3 separate regions of the Macaca mulatta genome follow, and regions 1 and 2 are each linked to region 3. A link is a contact called in public Hi-C data. All regions are on one chromosome and are shown on one strand. The core of a region is the stretch at or near the end of the contact, and the rest is flanking DNA. Distances in the headings are between cores, read along the strand shown.

What was found. Hi-C and Micro-C count contacts between places; a contact is called where the count stands out from the background.
Region 1: a Hi-C map of fetal cortex germinal zone shows a contact between it and region 3, with 3 times the contacts expected there. The contact joins the promoter of PIP4P1 here to the promoter of ANG in region 3. A contact is called at or near these places in 3 of 14 Hi-C or Micro-C datasets (fetal cortex germinal zone, fetal cortical plate and liver).
Region 2: a Hi-C map of fetal cortex germinal zone shows a contact between it and region 3, with 2.7 times the contacts expected there. The contact joins the promoter of ZNF219 here to the promoter of ANG in region 3. A contact is called at or near these places in 2 of 14 Hi-C or Micro-C datasets (fetal cortex germinal zone and fetal cortical plate).

The regions. Positions count from the first base shown.
Region 1 is chr7:93,260,778-93,264,156 of T2T-MMU8v2.0, forward strand. It overlaps PIP4P1 (phosphatidylinositol-4,5-bisphosphate 4-phosphatase 1), which reads right to left and starts at 1,676. Exons shown (of 7, transcript NM_001194893.2): 1 at 1,257-1,676; 2 at 724-914; 3 at 264-370. The coding sequence starts at 1,398.
Region 2 is chr7:93,953,582-93,957,056 of T2T-MMU8v2.0, forward strand. ZNF219 (zinc finger protein 219) reads right to left here and starts at 1,677. Exons shown (of 5, transcript XM_028851380.2): 1 at 1,465-1,677. It overlaps TMEM253 (transmembrane protein 253), which reads left to right. Exons shown (of 8, transcript XM_077940559.1): 8 at 105-682. The coding sequence ends at 224. It also overlaps the pseudogene LOC100428628.
Region 3 is chr7:93,529,914-93,532,943 of T2T-MMU8v2.0, forward strand. ANG (angiogenin) reads left to right here and starts at 1,713. Exons shown (of 2, transcript XM_077940572.1): 1 at 1,713-1,800. It overlaps RNASE4 (ribonuclease A family member 4), which reads left to right. Exons shown (of 3, transcript NM_001261770.1): 2 at 1,690-1,862. TRNAY-GUA (transfer RNA tyrosine (anticodon GUA)) reads left to right here and starts at 386; the gene lies at 386-474. TRNAP-UGG (transfer RNA proline (anticodon UGG)) reads left to right here and starts at 1,122; the gene lies at 1,122-1,193.

The DNA of each region.
Region 1 (3,379 bases), core at 426-2,925, 270 kb before region 3:
AGGTCCCCAATTCCCCTCCGACCTCAGGATAACACACCCAGTCCCCAAGGCTGTCTATTCTCCTAAATGACATCATTTCATCCCAATATTTTTATTGAGAAATGAGAAAGACAGCTGTAACATTCCTGAGGCATATGCTTCAAAGTCTTTTCTCCTTCCAAATAAACACTAGGCTCTCTCACCTTTACATTCTCTATATACGCTCATCTTTTTTTGACTTTCCAGTTGCCCACTTATGCCCTTCCCCACATTATGCCTCTTACCAGTAGGGCCGAGGGCATGCAATCCGTTGGGATGTCACTTTGCAGATAAGGAGACAGTTACAGGGGCATCGAACATATTTTTTCCCTGGGGGTGCATTCTTGATTGGCTAGAGAATAACAGGGTCATCAGCAAGCAAACCTCTAATCCCAATCCCCTCCACTTCCCTCCAAAAACTCTTTATGAGATCAGAAAAATAAGGTGCTAGCCAGGAAGGAGAAATAAAACAGACTATAACATGAGATTTGCAAATAGGAACTAGGCTAGGTGTGAAGTGAGAGAAAGTAAACGTTAGCTTTGGTGAGTGGCTTTTGGGGAAATGGCTGTGTGAGACACCTGGAACTGAAACCTGGATATCATCAAGAGCACTTGGCTAACACCCGCAAGGTCAGGGTCTAGAATCAAGACATCAGAAAGAGGATCCAGGAAACAGGGCCCATTTCATAGATATGTATAACTCACGGTGGCTTCATTGCAGACACCACACTTGACTACGTGCTGATGCATCTTGCCTTCCACGTTGATGAGAGATTGGCAGACTCGGCAGGTGATCATAGGGGCACTCCCACTGTCTGGGCTAGTTAAGGGTGAATAGGGGGGTGGGTCCTCCCCAGGCAACACGGCTGGATGTCCCTCGGGGAACGGGGGAAATGCTGGAGAGGAAGAAAATAGAAGGGCTGGGATCACTTACAGACATCCTCCACTGATGCTCCACGGTGGTAGGGAAGTCTTTCTGATCTTCAACCCTCTGACCAAGCTCGGAGGGCTTCTCATAATTGGCGCTTGCATCAGGTTGCTCAGAACCCCCTTCCGTCCCACGCTGTGGTCGCGATTGCGGAGGGAAGGAAGCCTCGCCCAGTCACAGGTGCAGCAGTCCCGCACCTGGCGACTGGGACCCGCCTCCGCCCTCGGTCCCGCCCCCTCCCCGGCTTTCAGAGTACCCCGGGGAGCACCTCGGACCCGCCCCGGCTTACCCTGGGGCGGGGCATGTTTACCGGCTCCGTACGGTGGTGCGGAGGGGGTCAGGCCTCCCCCGGGCCCAGCCCCACTCCCGCCTGGCCCCACTAAACCGTTGCCGCCCGCGCCACCGTCGATGGGCTCGGACAGCAGCGGGGAACGCTCTCCATCTGCCGCCATGGCCGCCACCGCCGCCTCCCGCTCAGGTCGGCGATCCGGCTCCCTTCGCCTCTGCCGTCGCCGCAGCCACCGCCACCGCCACCGCCGCTACCGGGTCCCCAGGGCGCCTGCGCGCCGCGCGCCCAGCTCACTCCGCAACCAGTGGCCTGCCCCGCCCCGTTCCGTCTAGCAGCACTTGATAGGCTCTCCCCGCCCCGGTCATGCTGTTATTCGCGTAGATAAACCAATTCCTAGTCCTGTGAAGGCAGCTCTCCTTTTCCATTGGGGAGCGTCGCACAAACGTCAACTGTCACATGACCTGCCAGATGCTGCTGGGCTTGCAAAACCTGCACGTGACTAGAGGTTCTGCAAGCTATTGGGAGCGACGCCCATCGCGCTACCTCCAGACCAGGAGGTGGGGCTAGGCTGCTTCTGCTCAACTGGTCTTCTGGAAGCTGCACGGGCTCTGTTGCTCTGCCCCTCATTGGTTCAAAGACAACACTGAAACACTTTTCTCCGGCTTTGCGTTATAACTGGTTTTCTATTGGCTGGTGACTTTCCTTCCCTAGTCCTGTGATACTAGCGGCGCAACTGCATTGGCCCGAACTTAGCGCCAGAACATGGGGGGCGTGGCTTATGCATTTTAAAGGAGGCTGGGCGGGTGCAATCAAGGAGTGTGGAAACTAGGGATCTTGAGAGCGGGGAGAAGATGGACGGTGGGGAACAGTAGACAAAGTTAGCCATTCTACTCGAAGAAATACCTTTAAAAAGTCAGGGTAATGATGTACCAGGAGGAAATGGATTAAAAAGTTAAGATTATCTCTCCAGCCTTTGTCGCTGGAGTTACTTTGGGGACAGGACGCAAGACTCGGTTCTCCTGGAAGCTGCCCTTACAGAGCCCGTCTCTCCCCACTGCTGATCAAATTGTTAAATTATCTTTTCATGAGTGTCTCCAATACTAGAAGATTTCGTCGTTTTGCTAAAAAAAAAAAAAAAAAAAAATTCAATAAAGATGGGGTCTTGCCTGTGCTGGAGTCAAATTCCTGGGTTTGATATCCCGCCTAAGCCTTCCCAATAGCTGGGAGGGACTACAGGCGCAAGCCACCGTACCTTTACTCAATTTTATGACCACCAACCTTTAACATTTGTTATTAGCAGTTTGTTGATTGGATTAATCAAATCCAAGGTTATTTTTGTCACGTTATTTGACAGATGGGACAGTCTTTAGACCTGTCTCAACTTTGCTTCCAGCAAAGGGGCAGTGCCTCCCTCCCCTACCTGAAGTCTCCTGTGGTCTTTATGGGCACCTGAACCGCACTTGGATTTTTTCCCGAGTCATAACCCAAATTGGGACTGCTTTAAATATGGGAAGCAACAAGGAATCGATAAAAACAATAAACCGCGAGGAGGTCCATTGTCAGCTTGGCTAGCAGATTCTCCACTGAGAAGGAATGTGCATGAAAGAAAGTACAGCCAGCCCCAAATATTTAATAACAAAGGAACTGCTGACGTCCCAGCACTTGGCTGCTACAGGGGCTGGAGACTTCATCTAGTTCCTGATTTTTTTAGACAGGGTTTTCTCAGGCCAACTTCTACTTAGAAGCTAGTAACCTTCGACCAGTTAGATAAGAGCCCCTAACAGACACTTAAAGAACTAAGGAAGCTCCAGATACAAAATAGGGAAGAGGTTGTAGCTCCATAGAGGGAGGCCAGTCTGCTGCTCTTTCTGCTGTTTGTGGCACACGGACACTCAAGCATTGTCTGAGGTTGGAGTAGATTTCATTATTTGTGCCGTAGTTACACATATATTCCAAAAACTGTCCTAAAAATAGTTTTTAAATATCTACACTTTGTGAAAGACACTCCTTAAAAAGGAGTGTGAAAGACATTCTGGGCAGGGAGACAAAATACTGTAAACATTGACAGTATAAAATATCAGGCCAGGAGTGGTGGCTCATGCCTGTAATCCCAATGTTTTGGGAGGCTAAGGTGGAGGATTGCT
Region 2 (3,475 bases), core at 427-2,926, 420 kb after region 3:
TGGGAAATAGGATAAAAAATTGGGCAGGAGGAAGCAGTTGTTTCTGTCTGGGATTTCTCCTTTCTCACCTCTACAATTTGCTCACACCTGTCTCTGGTTTTCAGGGCTTCTCTGAGTTGGAAGAGGTTCCTGGTTTGGAGAATGGTCCCACGGTGGCCAGCACAGGAGCAAATGAGAGGGCGGGACAGCGGGAACAGACACGTGCTGCTCTCCTTCCACCCTGAGAGAATGCTCTCCAGACATTCCTGCCCCACCCCACCAAACTCAGAAGCTTGCTGGGATCCTTTGAGTCCAACAGGAAGTCCGGGAATGCCTTCAGTTTTCACTCAGAGCAGGCCCTTTTTGCGTTCCTTCCCTGTTAGGGGAAGATATACCTGGACGAGAATATATCTCACCTACCACCTTGAAAAGCTGCTTTCTCCCTTCCATCCATATCCTCCCTGTCACCTCCCCATACAGCTTCACATCTGCCTCGTCTCACTCTTTTTTTCTGTCCACTTTTCATAATCCCATCCACTCCAAATCCTGGACCCTGCACACGCCAACTCCCTGAATCCAATTCAGGAGTGCCCCAGTTCCCCTTTCGATCCGTCTCCTTTCTGCTGCAGCGGAGACTACAAGTCCCAGGATGCCCCACTAGCCCGTGACCGGCCGGGAAATAAAGAGCCTTCTCTCCGCGGTAGGGGCGCTGTGGATGTGCTGAGTGACGCGAGGCGGGGAAGTCGGGGCCTAGCCTAGCGCTTTCTCGGACGCGACCACTGGCCCCGCGTTCGGGGAGGAGCCGGGCGGGCGGTCCTGCACTGGCGTGCCGCTCCCCCAGCCACTGCAATAGAGAGCTGGCTCTGGGTCCCCAGCCCTGCGCTGGCAGCTTCAGAGACTGGCGAGGGCTCGGAGCTGACGCTTGGCAGAGCTGGGGCTTCCCAGATGCTGTCGCCGCACCCCCTCGCAGGAGGGCCCAGGTCCGAAGTCCTGAGACTTGGAGCGCGCGCGAGAAAGGGGTTGGAGATGATGAGTCAGAAGCGCGGGGCCTTTCTAGTCCCCTCCCCTAGGGCCTGGGCGCTGAAGACAGGCTCGCTGGGCAGGCGGGTAGATAGGGCAGGCAGAGGGAGGGACGCTGCGACCTGCGTCTCTGCCTAACGCTTTCCCGCCTCTTGCGAGCACGCCGGTGTAACGAGCCCGCGCTGCCGCCACCCTTTATGTCCAACGCGGGAGCGGGACTGCGCAGGCTCGGCCTCTGGGCTGACCCGCCGACCTTTGATCTCCGCTGCGGTCGGGTTGCTGAAGTTCTGGCTGCGTTCAACCCCCACCGTTTACGACCTTTGCAAGTGTGCAAAGATAACAGGCTCGCTTGGGCTTGGGAAAAGCCCGGGAGAACTGGGAGTCCCAGTAGCAGCAGCAGCTGGGCAGCTTGCTAGTCGCTAGAAACTAGAAATTGACCAGAGCTGGAGTACCAAGAGAACTCACCCCAAATTCACATAGTGCCCGGGATGGCTGTTGGCCTCACACTCATTTTTGTTCCCACTTGAGAAGGCTTCTTTCCCTAGAGAATGCTGCTTCTCCCGGCCTAGCCAGGGCCAGGCACCAGTGAGGATAGAGCGCAGCCTGGCTGCCTTGCCTTGACATTGCAGTGGCGCCCGCTGCAGCTCCTTTCTGTTTGTGACACCTTGGAAGAGTGGTAATAATCTTCCTATGACAAGGTTAAGTGTGAGTACTAGTGGGTGGGGACAGTTCTGGGATCAGGCTCTGGAATGGAGAAAAGATCTAGGCCTTCTGCATTTCTTCCTCTCCCCTAGTGTAACTGCCAGAATAATGGAGAGCTCATGTGTGCAGGGCCGAGAAAAGAGTAATTTTCTTGAAAGTCAGAAGGTGGTGGTAGATGAGGAAGCTGAGGGAAGAAAATTAACAATTTGTTCTGTTTTCCAGGTTTTAGTGATGTGATCAGATTAGATATTGCATTCTAGTTCCTAGAGAAGCTTGATGACCGTGTAAATTAACCTCTATCAGTCAGATTAGGCTAGGCTCTGCTGTGGTAAATGCCAAAACCACAGTGGCTTAAAACCACAAAGGTTTGTTTCTCATACTCCGTGTCCAAAGTAGGCTGGCAAGGGGTTCTGTTCATTGCAAATGTTTAAGGTACCCAAGCTCATGGAGCGCCACCATTTTGAGATCCTACCCTGTCACTATGAAGGTTAAAGTTACCCACCCGCCCCCACTCTCGGAATGGAAGTAAGCATGAAGAATTCTTCATGGACTCTTAAATGCTGCCGTGAAGTGATACATTCATGTCACTTCCACCCATTCAATGGCCAAAGCAAGTCATATAGCCACACCCAACTTAAGGAAGGCCAGAAGGGCAATGCCTGCAAGGAGAGGGGAAGCAGAAATACTTCATTAAAAGAAACATAGTTGGCGGGGCTGGGAGGTTCACGCCTGTAATCCCAGCACTTTGGGAGACCAAGATGGGTGGATCACCTGAGGTCAGGAGTTCAAGACCAGCTTGACCAATATGGTGGCCGTCTCTACTAAAATTACAAAAATTAGGCCGGCATGGTGGTGGGTGCCTGTAATCCCAGCTACTCGAGAGTTGGAGACAGGAGAATTGCTTGAACCCAGGAGGCAGAGGTTGCAGTGAGCCAAGATCACACCACTGCACTCCAGCCTGGGAGACAAAGCGAGACTGTATCAAAAGAAAAAAGAAATGTATTAATAGTTTGTGGTGATTTTTGAACAGCTTAGCAGTTGAAATTTATCTGTTCCAGCAGTTATGCTCATACCTACTTCTTTGGTTTGGTTTCATGAACCCCTAAGTTCTTACTAGAAATTTTTCCTCAATAGGACTGGGACTCAGGAAACCTAGATTCTAATTCTGTTGCTTGGGCAAGTCAGACCTCTCTGAACTACATTTTGTTCACTTGGAGGTTATGGTAATAATATTTATTCTCTCTACCTTACTGGAGTATCAAGGCTAAAATAAAATCACACAAGGAAAAGTACTTTATTTATTTATTTTTTTTTTATTTTTTTTTTTTCTGAGACGGAGTCTCGCCTGTCGCCCGGGCTGGAGTGCGGGGGCCGGATCTCAGCTCACTGCAAGCTCCGCCTCCCGGGTTTACGCCATTCTCCTGCCTCAGCCTCCCAAGTAGCTGGGACTACAGGCGCCAGCCACCTCGCCCGGCTAGCTTTTTGTATTTTTTTTTTTTTTTAGTAGAGACGGGGTTTCACCGTGTTAGCCAGGATGGTCTCGAACTCCTGACCTCGTGATCCGCCTGTCTCCACCTCCCAAAGTGCTGGGATTACAGGCTTGAGCCACCGCACCTGGCTAGGAAAAGTACTTTAAAATTATAAACCACTTCAGGGGTTGAAAATAAATTGCCTGTAGAGGTAAGAAGTCGTTTAAATGATAATTTCTTAAAACTCAAGAGCCAGTTCAGCTATAGTTCTTCAATCATCAGTCTGCATTAGATAAACATAGTAG
Region 3 (3,030 bases), core at 463-2,962:
GTGTGCGTCCCACCGCGTCAGCCCCCAGTTCTCCGACGCCCAGGTGCCGGTCCCCACCCTACACACAAACACACGCATCCATGCTCGCGAGGCCCCTGGGTCCGCGCCCAGTGAGGCCAATAGGCCTCGGGCGCCCAGAGGATGCGCAGTCTCGGTATGTCCAGGTTCCAGGGGCATCTGCTCTGCTTGGGAGCCCCTCAGTGAAGCAGGGGAATCCAGCTTTAGAAAGATTGTCCTCAGAACCTTGGACGCAGGTGTTGGAACCTTGGACAAGCTGGCTTTGCGACTCTGCAATAATCACTTTCCAGATATAAACAGATTTGTTTCCCGTCTCTGGTTAAGGATGTCTTGAATAGGGATTTTTAGGAGCTTCTTTGTCGCACTCCCTTCGATAGCTCAGCTGGTAGAGCGGAGGACTGTAGTACGTAGCGTGTCGTCATCCTTAGGTCGCTGGTTCGATTCCGGCTCGAAGGAGAGGTTGATGTTTTGGGGTTTACAGTAGCTCTTCGTTTGCGCAATACATCCCTATGTTAACGTGATGAAATCTCTATCTCTTACCCTTGTCCGAAGGAAACAGCTTAGCCACGAGTTGAGCTGCGTTGATCACTCCTTGAAAAGTTGGTTACCTAGCTCTGAAAGACAGTAGACCCGAATCATCCAACCGTTGGGGGAAGGCACCGTTATCTTACCGAAGTGTGTTATATTTTGGCTTCTACGTTAAGTCCAAAGGCCGGCAGGTATATACATAGAGCGCGTCTGTCCTGGGGCTCAGTAACCTACAGCCTTGCAACCGAGCTCAGCTCTGGCCCTCGATCTCTATCTCAGACCCCTCCAGGTTCCCACCAGGCTCTAGTGAGCTTAAATCGCTTCCCGGGCTCAGTGAGACGCAAGGATGTCTAAAGTCTAAAAAGTTGCCTTCGTTCACCCCATCCTGCGTCTGGATCGAGGAGAATAAGCCAGACAATAAGCCATACTTGAAACTTGGTAAAGATGGAAGGAATAACTAAATAAGGCCAAAGGGAAATGTCACAACAAAGAAAAAAAACAAAAACAGAAAAACCTTCAGAACGGCAGGCGGAAAACAGAAATTCAGAGTAATATGAAGCCACCTCTAACACGGTGGCTCGTTGGTCTAGGGGTATGATTCTCGCTTTGGGTGCGAGAGGTCCCGGGTTCAAATCCCGGACGAGCCCTCAGGTTTACTGTTTTTTCCACCCTCTTTTGGCAACTACTGAAAAAAGTTTCCGTTAAATTTGAAATACAGACTGTCTCGTTTTGGGCTGTCCTGCTAAAGAAAGCAGCACCAAATAAGTACGTGGCAGATGGGGCTGCCGACCAGTGTCAAGACCGAGCTTCATGGGTTCCTGGACACTCAGCCAGGAGTAGTCTCCTAAGGGCCGCCTGGCTCTTGGGAGCAGAAGCCAGTTTCCCGCCATCTGCTCTCCGTGGAGGCAGTGCGCTCGCGGCTGCTGCCCGTTGGGTTCCAGCTGAGGAAGGAGCGTGGATCCTAGACTCGTTCTTTGCCTGGGGTGCCCCTGCGGCCCCTGGGGAGGGGCTGCTGCAGCGCCAGCTCCAAGGGCGGATGCAGGCGGGAGAGGCCTCCTGGGAGAAGCAGGGCGCGGTCCCAGCTACGCAGAGGCTCGTAAGCCTACCCTCCACTCCTCACCACGCCCCCATCTCCGTCCGGGTACACACACTCACGCAAGCACGCCACTCCACCCAGATGCAAGGCAGGATTCAAAAGAACATCTTTGCGTTTTCTACGGCCTCCCCATCGTCGTACTAGGGAGGAAGAAGCTGGTGAGAAACAAAACTTCTTTCTACCGTCCTGCCCATTTCTGCCAACTTGTTCAGAGGCCGAGGTACGTTCACACTCCTGCTCCTCTTGCTCTTTGGTAGCTACATCAGGGGCGTTGTGGCCGGGGAGTTCTTTCCTAGTAGAAGCAGCTTGGGACTCCTCGGGGAGGCTTTTGCGGGACTGGGCTGGAGAGGGAGGAATGGGGAGGGAGGTGAAAGTCCAGTATTTGTATGAGTTAAGGACTTTACATTCCCACTCAGGTTTTTACTTTGCGCAGCTGGGCAGAGATGCCAGCTTCTATTGATTAGTAGGCTTGGAGGGGGACCACAGAATCGCCGAACCTAAGGGAAGCCCTAGGAGGTCTGCACTTGCCCACAACTAAGAAAGCTTTGCTTGTTATTCAGGTTAATCACCAGATTTTTGAAGGAGGCCTTAGTTTTTGCAAGCGTAACTAACATTTGGGGATCGGTATTTTCTGTTTACTCTCCTCTGCCTCCCCACCCTTAACCCACCCTCAACAAATGTTGTGCAATTCTTGGAGACACTTGCCAACAGCCTCTTTAAGCCTTCCTACTGGAAGGCTGGGATCCTCCGTTTTTTCACTCTGAGACAGCACGTCAAATGCTAACAGCAGCACATGAGTAAAGCGCAACATCTTTATTAAAACAATTTCAGCACCACTCAGGGGGCTAAGGAAATCTCAGATGAGCCAAGATCCTCCCTCCTGACAGTGAGAATCTTATAATCAAGTAATAATGTAATCAATAGAAACCCAAGTGACATATGTATCTGCAGCACAGGACCACCTTCCCAGAAGCAGCCGCAGGTATTCCAAGACTTACTTAACCACAGAGCCACTAATTAGTTTTGCAAGAGGATAGGTTTGTTACATACGCTTCAATTCAAGCAATTCTTTTACGGATGACAAGCAGAGTAAAATATTTTTTGAATTTATGGTAATAGTCACTGTAGGTTTCCTTTGAACAGCAACTTTCAGTGGCCCCTTTAAAGTTAGCTTTGATTGTCTAGACAGTACTAGTATGGAAAATAAAAGTTGTGTGGACCTGGCACGATGGCTTATGCTTGTAATCCCAGCACTTTGGGAGGCCGAGGTGGGTGGATCACGAGATCAGGAGTTCGAGACCACCCTGGCCAAGACGGTGACACCTCGTCTCTACTAAAAATACAAAAATTAGCTGGGCACGGTGGTGAGCTCCTGTAATCCCAGCTAC